Regions from separate parts of the Mus musculus genome. Here region 2 is linked to region 1. A link is a contact called in public HiChIP or PLAC-seq data. All regions are on one chromosome and are shown on one strand. The core of a region is the stretch at or near the end of the contact, and the rest is flanking DNA. Distances in the headings are between cores, read along the strand shown. Region 1 overlaps Cc2d2a (coiled-coil and C2 domain containing 2A). Region 2 holds the start of Tapt1 (transmembrane anterior posterior transformation 1).

What was found. HiChIP or PLAC-seq counts read pairs in DNA pulled down with a chosen protein or histone mark.
Region 2: a FOXA1 HiChIP or PLAC-seq map of pancreatic cancer cells shows a contact between it and region 1. The contact joins the promoter of Tapt1 here to the enhancer-like site in region 1. A contact is called at or near these places in 3 of 39 promoter capture datasets (the 3T3-L1 cell line, frontonasal cranial neural crest and hippocampal neurons), 8 of 115 datasets of contacts at active chromatin or transcription factors (the 230-238 cell line, bone marrow-derived macrophages, embryonic limb bud and 4 more) and 1 of 9 other capture datasets (embryonic stem cells).

What each region holds. Positions count from the first base shown.
Region 1 is chr5:43,691,111-43,696,386 of GRCm38.p6, reverse strand. It overlaps Cc2d2a (coiled-coil and C2 domain containing 2A), which reads right to left. Exons shown (of 38, transcript NM_001359906.1): 13 at 1,093-1,302. Among named protein-coding and RNA genes, the nearest start is that of Gm35762, 22 kb to the right of the region's middle. Within about 2 kb of position 3,691, at least 81 of the 459 cell types and tissues checked have an H3K27ac peak or open chromatin away from gene starts, as enhancers often do. A contact at or near this core is called in pancreatic cancer cells, where this site is marked.
Region 2 is chr5:44,223,974-44,229,309 of GRCm38.p6, reverse strand. It overlaps Tapt1 (transmembrane anterior posterior transformation 1), which reads left to right and starts at 2,704. Exons shown (of 14, transcript NM_173764.3): 1 at 2,704-2,896. The coding sequence starts at 2,707.

The DNA of each region.
Region 1 (5,276 bases), core at 2,442-4,941:
CAAAGAGTTGCTGATTCTGTTTTTTATGAATCTGGAACTCTATGGAACAACGTTTACCCATCTTTGCTCTGGGATAATCAGACTGCTCAGTAGAAATACAAATTTTACTAAGGGTCTCAGAAACAAGTTTACTTTCAAAGGTAACAGTGGGTCTTTCTGGGTTCTTAACTTAAAATAGTATTTGTTTTGATATGAAGAAATCACAAAGCTGGAGGAGATATTATAGGGTAGCTGGTAAGGTTTTACAGACAATGTGAGTCCATATTGTCTGAAGCAATCATTGCCAGTAGAAGCCCCACAGGATGGTATCATACTAGAAATGAATCCAAGGGACAGCCATTTCTCTGCATCAGCTGAAGCTGCTGGTCTGTTTGCGCGCTACACTATGTAAAGGATCTACATAAAAATCAGACTGTCTGTGAACAGACATGTTCTCAAGCTACCAACAGTCTCAGGAGCCGAGATCACTTTATTTAAGTAATAACTTTGTGTCATTTCATTAATTAATAACTTTGTGTCTCGTGGGTAGAGCCACTTGTCCCACACGCAAGTCTCCCTCTGTACGGCAAATGCATGCTGCGGAATCTGGGCTTATTAACTGAATACAATCTATACCCTCCTGTAGTCGCTAATCCCAAACTTTCAACTTGTTAAGATCTAGAACCATCTGGGAGATGGGCATCTAGGCATGTGTGTGAGGGGTAATCTTGACTGAGTTCACTGGGGAAGGGAGACCCACCTACTGTGGGTAGCACCATTCCTTGGACAGAGATCCTGAACTATATAACATGGGAAAATAGCTGAGCACTTAACTCCTGCCTCCTTAACGTTCTCACTGTGATGGAGTTTATCCTGACCCGTGAGCCCAAATAAACCCTTTCTCCTTCAAGTTGCTTTTGTCAGGGTATTTTAGCACAGCAACAGGAAGAGGAAATATGACACCTTCCTTTCGCCTCTAGGTAGGACACTATCACACACCCTGGGCAGAGAACACGTGAAATGGGGACAGAAACATTCGGTGTTAGAAGCATCCCCAGTGGGTTAATCAGAAGAACCAGCCCCATCAGCCACAAGCACGGAGAACACAAGTACCTTATCTGTAAGGAATTTCGTCTTATTTCTTTGCTGTCTTGCAAGGTACTGGTCATACAACTGGGCCAGCTTTGATGCCAAGACATGCTCTCGGCTAAAACAGGGGTGATGAGTGAAGATTAAGCCAGAAATATCGATGTCCAGTTGGAAATTTCCTGGAGGGTCTCCAGATCCAATCATATGCTGTCTACTGTGGACATACTTCTCTGCCTGCCAAAGAGAGCGGAGTGTGAGTCTTGTCCTCAAAGGAAAGGCTGTCAGATAAAAGCTATCATGAATCTTTTCCCTTTAGACTTCCTTGTTTCTTAAAGTCTTGTGTTTTGCTGCTGATGGCCTGGAGCATTTGGATCACAGATACCCTCTGTTGTAACTAAGATTTAAAAATCTGTAGCATGTTGAATAATGTAGGGAGAGGTGGGGGAAAACTGAGCCCCACATGCAGAAATGGGAAGGGAATTCTTTGGTGTGCAGTGTAACAACTAAGACTGTTTTTCATCTAAAACCTCTTCAAAATCTTCCCCATCAATCATTACTGTTTACTGAAGCAGGGAGCATCACAGATTTTGTGCTTATATTCCTCTCCTGGTTAGAGACAGACTGCCACCAGAGAGTGCTGCTTTAAGACAGAGTAAAAAAAGCAAGTGTTGCCATTGGGGAATGTTTATAAGAGTATATTTTCACAGGGCAGTTGTGGCGCATGCCTTTAATCCCAGCACTTGGGAGGCAGAGGCAGGCGGATTTCTGAGTTCGAGGCCAGCCTGATCTACAGAGTGAGTTCCAGGATAGCCAGGGCTATACAGAGAAACCCTGTCTCGAAAAACCAAAACCAAAACCAAACCAAACCAAACCAAACCAAACCAAACCAATCCAAACCAAACCAAAAACAAAACAAAACAAAACAAAACAAAAAAGTCTGATAAAAGAATGAGGAGGACTGGGTGGGAGGAAGTAGGGGTATTCAGGAGTGAGACAAGGCAGGGTAACAGAGATAAGTGTGGGCATAATTCATTGCATGCATGTTGAACATTGTCAAAAATAAATAAAAGACAAGCTAAATGTCATTTTAGAGGAGAATCTGAATGTTTCAGTAATTAAATATAGGACACACCATATTAGGTCCCATAGGAGCCATTAATTCTAAGTATGCATCAATAGTGTGTGTGTTTGCTCATCTAGGAGAACCTTGTAGAACTGACTGGGTAAAAATTGACTGGGCAAAACTCGTATATGCTTTCTTTGAATTCTTGTACAAAGAAACAAGAGTACAACGAATTTTACCACCAAGTGAAGGCTCATATGAGCATGCTTTACCAGAAGTACAAATACAGAAAACTATGTCGACAATAATAACTTCAAGGCCAGACACTCTACTAAACAAATGAGATATTTCCATGCACACACACACACACACACACACACACACACACACACACACACACAGAGATACACACAGAGACGTACACAGACACACACACACAGACACACACAGACACACACACACACAGACACACAGAGACACACACACACACAGACACACACACACAGACACACACACACACATCCACACACACACACACACAGACACACACACAGACACACACACAGACAGACACACACACACAGACACACAGACACACACACAGACACACACACAGACACACACACACAGACATACATACACAGATACGATAAAAGTGTAGAGTTCCTTCCCTTCTTCGTCAGCTGTGGAATAATAACACTCTAATCATGGCTCTCTAATGCCAGAATCTCCTCTTCTGCACATTCCAAGCACATTCCCACCAGGTAAGGGTTTTTTTTTTTTTTTCTCCTTTAAATTGGCTGCAACTTGATTTTGAACTTCAGTGGACTGCAGACACCCTCCAGCCATTGTTGAATAAAGAGGATGTTGCATGCAGAGTGCAACAAGGTTTCACACGATGGACAAAGGCTAACTAAACATTTCTCCTCAGGCTACCATTTCTACAGATGAAGATACAGAGAAACCTGAAGACATACAAGATCAGGGTTCCAATCCAGCATCCCTACCTGAGACATGCAAAAGCATTAAATGTAGAGAGTACTGACCATGCTCCCCAGAGATGATGCAGAGTGGGGGCGTCAGTTCTGTCTTGGGGTTTTACATCATCCATTTAGCCTCATAACTTGCAAATAAACCATTTGTGCTATGCCATCTTGTAATTTTCTAGTTAACACAAATAGCTTCCAAAGCTCTTTCCAGTAAAAGAATTGAGCAACTGGTCTTAAAGCAGTCCCTCCCAACTTTAGTCAGTGACTACTACATTAACAGTCTATTAATCTGGAAAAAAAATGTATGGAAATGAGAGGTGGCAATTAAATTCACATATTCCTATGACCACTCAGATACTCTGCATTAATTAAAAAAAAAAAACTTCAGTGTAGCAAAACATGGATAATTAAATGTCAACCTTAGGTGTGACGGGAGTTTCCTCTCTGGCTGAGTTCTGCCCCACTCTCCCTTCTCCATGGGAGTTTCCAGACTTATAGTCACCCAGGGTGTGGTTCTCAGGCTCCAGCCTGTGTGCTCGGATGAGTAAGCGCCTGTGGTAGAGTGTTGCTCTGCACTCCCAATGTTGCCTGGGGCACTTTTTACCAAGCCTTCCTCTCCCAGCACAGGATGAGCTCACCCTCCAGTAACTGCTGCTGGTCTCTCTACCTTCAGTGCTAAGCTCAGACGTTCAGAATGCCCAAGCCTAACATGTCAGGGAGAAAGAACCCAGGGTCTCCTCTTCTTCCATCTGCTTACATTTCTTAGAGACAGAGAACTGTCATGGAAGAAATGGCAGTGAGTTCTCCCAAGGAGAGAGAGTATTTCCAAGTGTATTTCAAGTTGTGAAGTTGACATGACTCCTCATTCTTTATTTGAAAACTAAAACGCAAGGCTGTAAGAGGAAGCATTGGTGGACGATCTACTGGTATTCTCAGCAGATGCTCAAAGAGATGTCTATACCTATGTATCAACGACAGGATAGAAAATAAGTTTCTACATGGTCCTGAGGAAATAATAACAAAGCTCATTCAAGTGTTATGCCTCAGGCAGATGCCCCGTCTTCTCCTCCAGGTCTTCCTGGAGACCATTCTCACTTTCCCTTTCCAGGGACCATGCCATATCTCCTGGGTTATGGCCTGGGTGGATATAGGATTCCTTTACAACTGACTGTTATTCGTCTTAGTATTGGCAGAGGGAGATGGGGGATGGATATTATCGTTTTCCTCTAGAGCTATGAGCTAGTCCATCAAGGGTCTCTCTCTCTCTCTCTCTCTCTCTCTCTCTCTCTCTCTCTCTCTCTCAGACACACACACACACACACACACACACACACACACACACACCTGTCCCAACATATGCAGAATCAAGCAAAAGGTGAAAAGAATAAGAAGAAAGAGGGAGAGAGAGAAGGAGAGGAATGAGGGAGGGAGGGAAAGAGGGAGGAGGGGGGGAGAGGGACTGAGACTCCTCCAGCCCCTAGCCCATGTCCCAGTCTTTGACTGTGCTTCCTATGCCTCCCCCTGCAGTTTTATAAGTTTTCACTGGGTTTTGCAACAAATACAGACCTTCTATAAAAAAAATTGGGAAGAAGAACAGGAAGGCCAAGTGCTAAGTTTAACCAAGAAAGGAAGATGGACTCCTTGCAATTTCCTCACACTGGCATAGCAGGCAGTCCACTCCCAACACTGTACTGTTAGCCCCTGGCTCCTTTTCTGTCTCCTCAAATGGGCCACAAAGACTAAGGGCAACTTTGGACATGGCACCTGTTGCATTCCAAAAACTAAGTACAATACAGTATATGTCAGACTGCCAGTTAAAGACAGAACAACACAGACGGGCTCGGTGGAAGGAAGCAGCCCAGTGACTACTGAGCTGGTCCCCAGTGACCAGCCCATTGTGCTACTGTCATTGGGAAAACTTCATGTCTCTATTATGTTTTGTTCTACTTGGTATTTTTAAGTTTTAGATTTGGATTGGTCCTCTCCTAAAATATGTTAAATTGCATAGTTTATTTGTAGGTTAAGTGTGTGTTTGTACATCTGTTTTTACTCCTTTGTCATTGGTAACCGCATCTCAATTCAGAAGCTGCACACTATTCTGCTTTTAAGCAACACACATCTATCACTGGAATTGATGGTTTATTGAGTGGTAGTTG
Region 2 (5,336 bases), core at 1,455-3,954, 530 kb before region 1:
GTCCTCTTCTGGGCTCCAGGCACATACCACACATACATGCACACAGGCAAAACACCCATATCCACATAAAATAAATCTTTAAAAAAAAAGTATCATCACCACCAAGAAATATACAACTTTTTCTCTGAAGATAAAACAGCAAATGAATTAAACTCAGGGCTACAGCTTCAGAAGGAAATACTGACTTCCATGTTGCCCGAAACAGAAGCCATGCATCGTCAGAGCAGATTTCTGGTGGAGTCCCACGGGCTTCACTAGCCATGTGACTTCTGCCTCTGCAGCTACATGACTGAAACACACTCCAGCCATCTCTTCCAGTCCTAACATTTCAGCCACCCTCAAATAACACCGGGGAGTAGTGTCCTTTGGAACACTCACTGGAATAATCTTAGAAGCTTGCTTGCTCCTGGAGAACCTGAGGCTGGAGTAGCAAACCACAGCTTAGAGCCCAGAAGTCCAGCCTACATCCACCAGTTAGTTCTCCCACATCAACAAATAAAGGAGTGCAGAGAAAAGAAAGAGGGCACATAGAGCTATGGAAATCTTTGATGTGTTATCAGTACAGTTATTGTGCTTTCATTTCTTTTTTTCAAGTTTTAGACCAGGTACAAAGTGACTCTAGTTAAGGATTTCATACATTTCCTATAAATCTTGATAATATCAACAGGCTAATCTAGCTTTTTAAACTACATTGCACAAGGATCTAAAATGGGGAATGCATACACTTTGGCATAGTTGTGATGGTTTAAGAGGTCCTTGCAGTCTGGCCCAAATGTGATTTCATGGTAGGGGAAATAGAGCAGAAAGAGGCTCACCTCTGCTCATTTGGTCAAACACTGAAAGTCAGAGAGTCCAGGTCTTTCCACAATGACGGATGTTTTCATTAGAGTTTTTGTTTATTTTGTTTTTGTTTTTACTCAAGAAAAGTGAGAGGCACTCATTTCAAACAACCTAGGGTTAAAAGATATGCTGCATGTGCTATCAAGAGATTAATTCACTTAATAGTGGCAAACTAAAAACATCATAAAGTATTCCAGCTTGTCACAAAAGAGAAATAGTACCCTTTTGCCCTATAATATATCCATGCCAAAGTCACAAAACTAAACGTTCTGTACTATGTAAGGTGTTTGCATCTTAAGGTTATTTGTAACCTAACTTCAAGCTTTCTGGATGCTTCCTTATTTTGGGGTTTGATAGTATCGAACCAGGAAAATCTCTGAGGAACATATAAATAGCAACCAAATATAATCTTTATAAAGGAAAGACATAGTCTTAGGTTTCTAGCAATATCATTTTAAAACAGGAGTTTTTAAATAGCAACCCTGACAGGGCCCCTCTCCCTTCTTTGACTATTTAAGATTTGGAACACAGATAATAAACTTAGGTTGGAGGAAACCTTACAGTATATAAAACTCTGTGTCTTTTGATTTTCATGATGCTGGAGCTTTGTCAAGGGCACTGTTTTTAAGATCCAGTTTTACCAAATAAAACCAAACTGACTTTAAATAATATTCTCTGCAGTGTTTGGTTTTCCACAATGTAAAGTTTACATTGAATTGGGATTGGGATTTCTTGGACTTTGCAAGTTCCTCTTTAACCCTCCTATCCCTTCATCCCGCCCTACTGTCAAATGGCCTTGCTGCAGTACAGTACAGAAAAGTTGCGGAGTTTGCAATCGGGTATCTAGCTTTCCATCTCTAAGGCTCTCCTGGATGTTCTAGGCCTGCTCCATCGCTTCTCGGCTTAAGTGTAGGGCAGTTTAGAGAGTGAAGAGGTATTTGCTATGCTTCTACTCATTTAAAAAGTTGCCACAATGCAGGTTAATTCCGAAGTGGGCATGAAGGCAATCCAGGGGCCACCGCGTGCGTTACAGGAGCGCACAGCAAGAATGTAGGAATCCCAGGTGAAGGTCTTCCAAGGCTGAGGCGGATTCATTTGCACCCAGCGAGCATCCGTTGGTCTCAGCGCGGCTATCCGTGACTACCAGTGAGGGGGTAAGGGTCACAAGTCTCACGGCAAGCGGTGACAATCTGACAGAACCAGGCCGCCTTGGCTGCCACCCGCAGTCACATAACCCTATTCCCGAAAGGCAACCCAGAATGTCCCCGGCGCTTTAGGCGCATCGAGCACTTTGCCCGTCGGGCCGAGTCCCCCACCTGTTGGCACGCTCCCCCGAGCTAGGCTTTGGACACTGTCCACGGACAGGGAATGTGACAGACGATCATAAATATGCAGGAGAGATGCAGCCAAGACAGCAGAGCCACCGGGTCGGCGCCGGCGGGAGCCACAGAGCTGGAGCCCGGCCCCAGTCGCCGTGCAGCCAAGGCCAGGCGGGTCGCGCCGGCGCACTCCGGCCACCGCACGGGCACAAGGGGCTCCGGCCGCGCGGACAACCACGCCGAGCCCCGCTGCCGCCCACCGTCCCCCACCGCGCGACCCGGCGGCATGGAGCCCGGCGCGGCGCCCCGGTCCGCAGAGCCCGCCGCGCGCCACGGCGACGGCAGGAAGAAGATGGCGGCGGCCGTGGCGGCGGCCACCGCGGCCTCCCACGCGCCGCTGACGCCAATGGCGCGCGCCGGCCGGCGGGCTACGGATGGCGGCTGCCCGGGCGAGGGGCGGGGCGAGGCGGCGAGGGGGCCGGCGGGAGGCGGAGGCCGGGCGGGCGGCTGGAGGGAGGTGGCGGGGACAGTGTGTGGCTCTCGGAACATGGCGGGCGTCTGCGACGCGGCCGCCCCGGGAGAAGGCGGCGGTGGCGGCGCGGACGGCCCCGAGCGGACCGGCCGCGGCGAGGCGGAGCAGCCGGGTGGTGGCGGCCATGGGCCCGCGCCCCAACACACCGAGACGCTGGGCTTCTACGAGAGCGACCGGCGGCGGGAGAAGCGCCGCGGCCGCGCAGGTGAGGCGAGCGAGCGAGCGGGCGGGCGGGCGGCACTAGGCCGCGGCGGGCTACCGAGGGGCCGACCGGGCTGTGGTGGCGGGGACGCCAGCGCCTTCCCTCTGCGCGCGGAGCGGCCGCGGCTCCGGTGGCTCCCATGTCCCCACGGCCGGTGACAGCTACCCCGGCGGCTAGTGCGCGCGGCCCGACGTTCCCGCAGCCATCCCCGAGCCAGGTGCGCCCGGGAGATCGTCGGTCCCCGGTCCCCGAGAGTTCGCGACCGGCCTCAACAGTGACAGGCATCTCCCACATCCGAAGGAGGTCAAAAATGGGAAACGCAGGGCTTTCTAGGCGATGTCAATGCCGAGGTGACTCTTCCCCCTATGGTTTTATGCGAAGTTGAGTCTCGGAAACCTGTTAACTTGCCCGCCGAATCCATTTTTCGTAGACTCAGCTGACAGTGTGGTCGTGACCGTGAAGTTCAGCAGTTTTCTCTCAAACAGAAATGTGCGGCACCCCTTAAAATGTTACATGTGGAGTTTTCCTAAACTAAAACTTAAGCCAGAAGAAACAGTTTGTCACACAAGAAAATACGTACCACTTTTAAGCCCTACTGTCCATAAGCTCTGAAGCATACTGTTAAAATATTACAATCCCCTGTGTTCAAGGATCTTATTAAGAACTTTTAACAGCTTTGGTATTTACACTGAAGCGTTCTATTAAGCCCGGAAGCAAAAGGGAAAGTTTTGGCTTGGCCGTTTCATTGGGTATAATAGTGATTGCATTTTAATTCTTGCATCGTAGATCCAAGATCTTGGACAGCAACTTGATGACATTTCTTCCAACTTATTCTGAGCTAATGCAGTGGAATAAGGTCCTGCAGCTTATATAAATACTCGTTCAAGTTATAAGGTTGACTCCATTCACTATGGGTATTGAAATTATAGGAGTCCTAAAAGTCTGTAAGACTGGTGGATAGATCCTGATAGACTTGCTAATTCTCAGAATTGGACATAGAGTTTTGCATCAGTCTCCATATCTTTGAAAACTCAGGCACCAGCTGTGTGCCTTGTTTGTTTGGTTTTTTTTTTCCCCCTTTATTTTCTATTTGGTTTAGTTGTCAGTTAAACACTTGCTTGCAGGAATGTTTGCTTTCTAAATTGGCAATACCTAAGTAAACCAAAGTCTTCAATCTCTCAGCCGCTTGTTCACTTAGACTTGACTAGGGCAAGCAAATAGATGCGACCAGGTTTCACTACGGTTTCTTTGAAATCTTTTCAAGCTTCAGGAAAGCCTTTATGTTGTTTGCATGAAGAAAGACAATGAAGCTGTGCAGAGCCTTTGGTGAACACAGACCTTGAACTTCTGAAGTGAAGTGCATTTATTCTTCCCTGGTACTAACACAGACCTTGAACTTTTGAAGTAGTGAGCACCCCTGGGCTGAGCTGGATACTTGGACTTGTATAAATTTAACATCATAGCACACACTCATTCATCACAGAGGCAGTGCACTGAGCATCATATACTTAACAGGTTTAAACCTGGATTTTCAACCTGCAGTGGCAGAAAGTCCTTACTAGGGAGCCGGCATGAAGCCGTGGCTATTGGGGTGGCCCTCCTTGTTTCCATCAGTCTTGTATGAGGGAAAAGATAGTGGTTACTCCCGCTTTGGTAGATGGCATTAGGGATCTAGGCAGGCATCCCAGGAACATTTCAGAAGTACCAGCCAGTGGTTTTCCTGTGTGGACTCGGTGTGAACCACCTTCTTCTGACCCCTGGTGTCTGTTCTAAGAGCCAGGAAGCTCTCACTGTTGCTGATGCATGTCTACCTGTGACTGGGTCTGCAGTTGGCCACGGCATCCCCACTCACTTAGAAATCCAGGCGTTCTTTTTGTTCACCCCCAAGTGCTTCTCTCTTCTGCTCTGTTTTCTTTCTTTGCCTCCTTACCAAGAAATAGAAAACGGGTTGTCTGGGCCAGAGGGCACCACCTAGTGTCAGACTGGAAACATCTTTCTCAGTCATTTATGTCACTAAGGTATTAATCGTCCATTCTCTGTAAAGGTTCCTGTGTACTTGCCCTGTCGTCCCCTCTGCAAGCTGGGGCAGTCTGTGCCGTTCCTTTTGGAAGTCATAATCTTAGTGTCTTGATGGCCTTAACCATCACTTAGTTCCAATGTCCCTTTTATCATTTTCCCCAAGGCGTTCAGAGCTCCTTTATAAGACATTTATTGGTGGGTCCTAGCAGTTTAGTATTCTCTTTACATGAGCATAGAGTAAGGTACTTATCCACACTTGGAGTAAAATAAAATGCTGTAGTGTTTAATGTTCATCCTAATTTATCTGCTGAGGAAAATATGTAAATATTTTATATTTATACAGCTATACATACGACATGTATTCATCTATATCAGTTATATTTGCTTTTTGTTTCTTTGCAGACTGCTATCATTTGATCCTCAG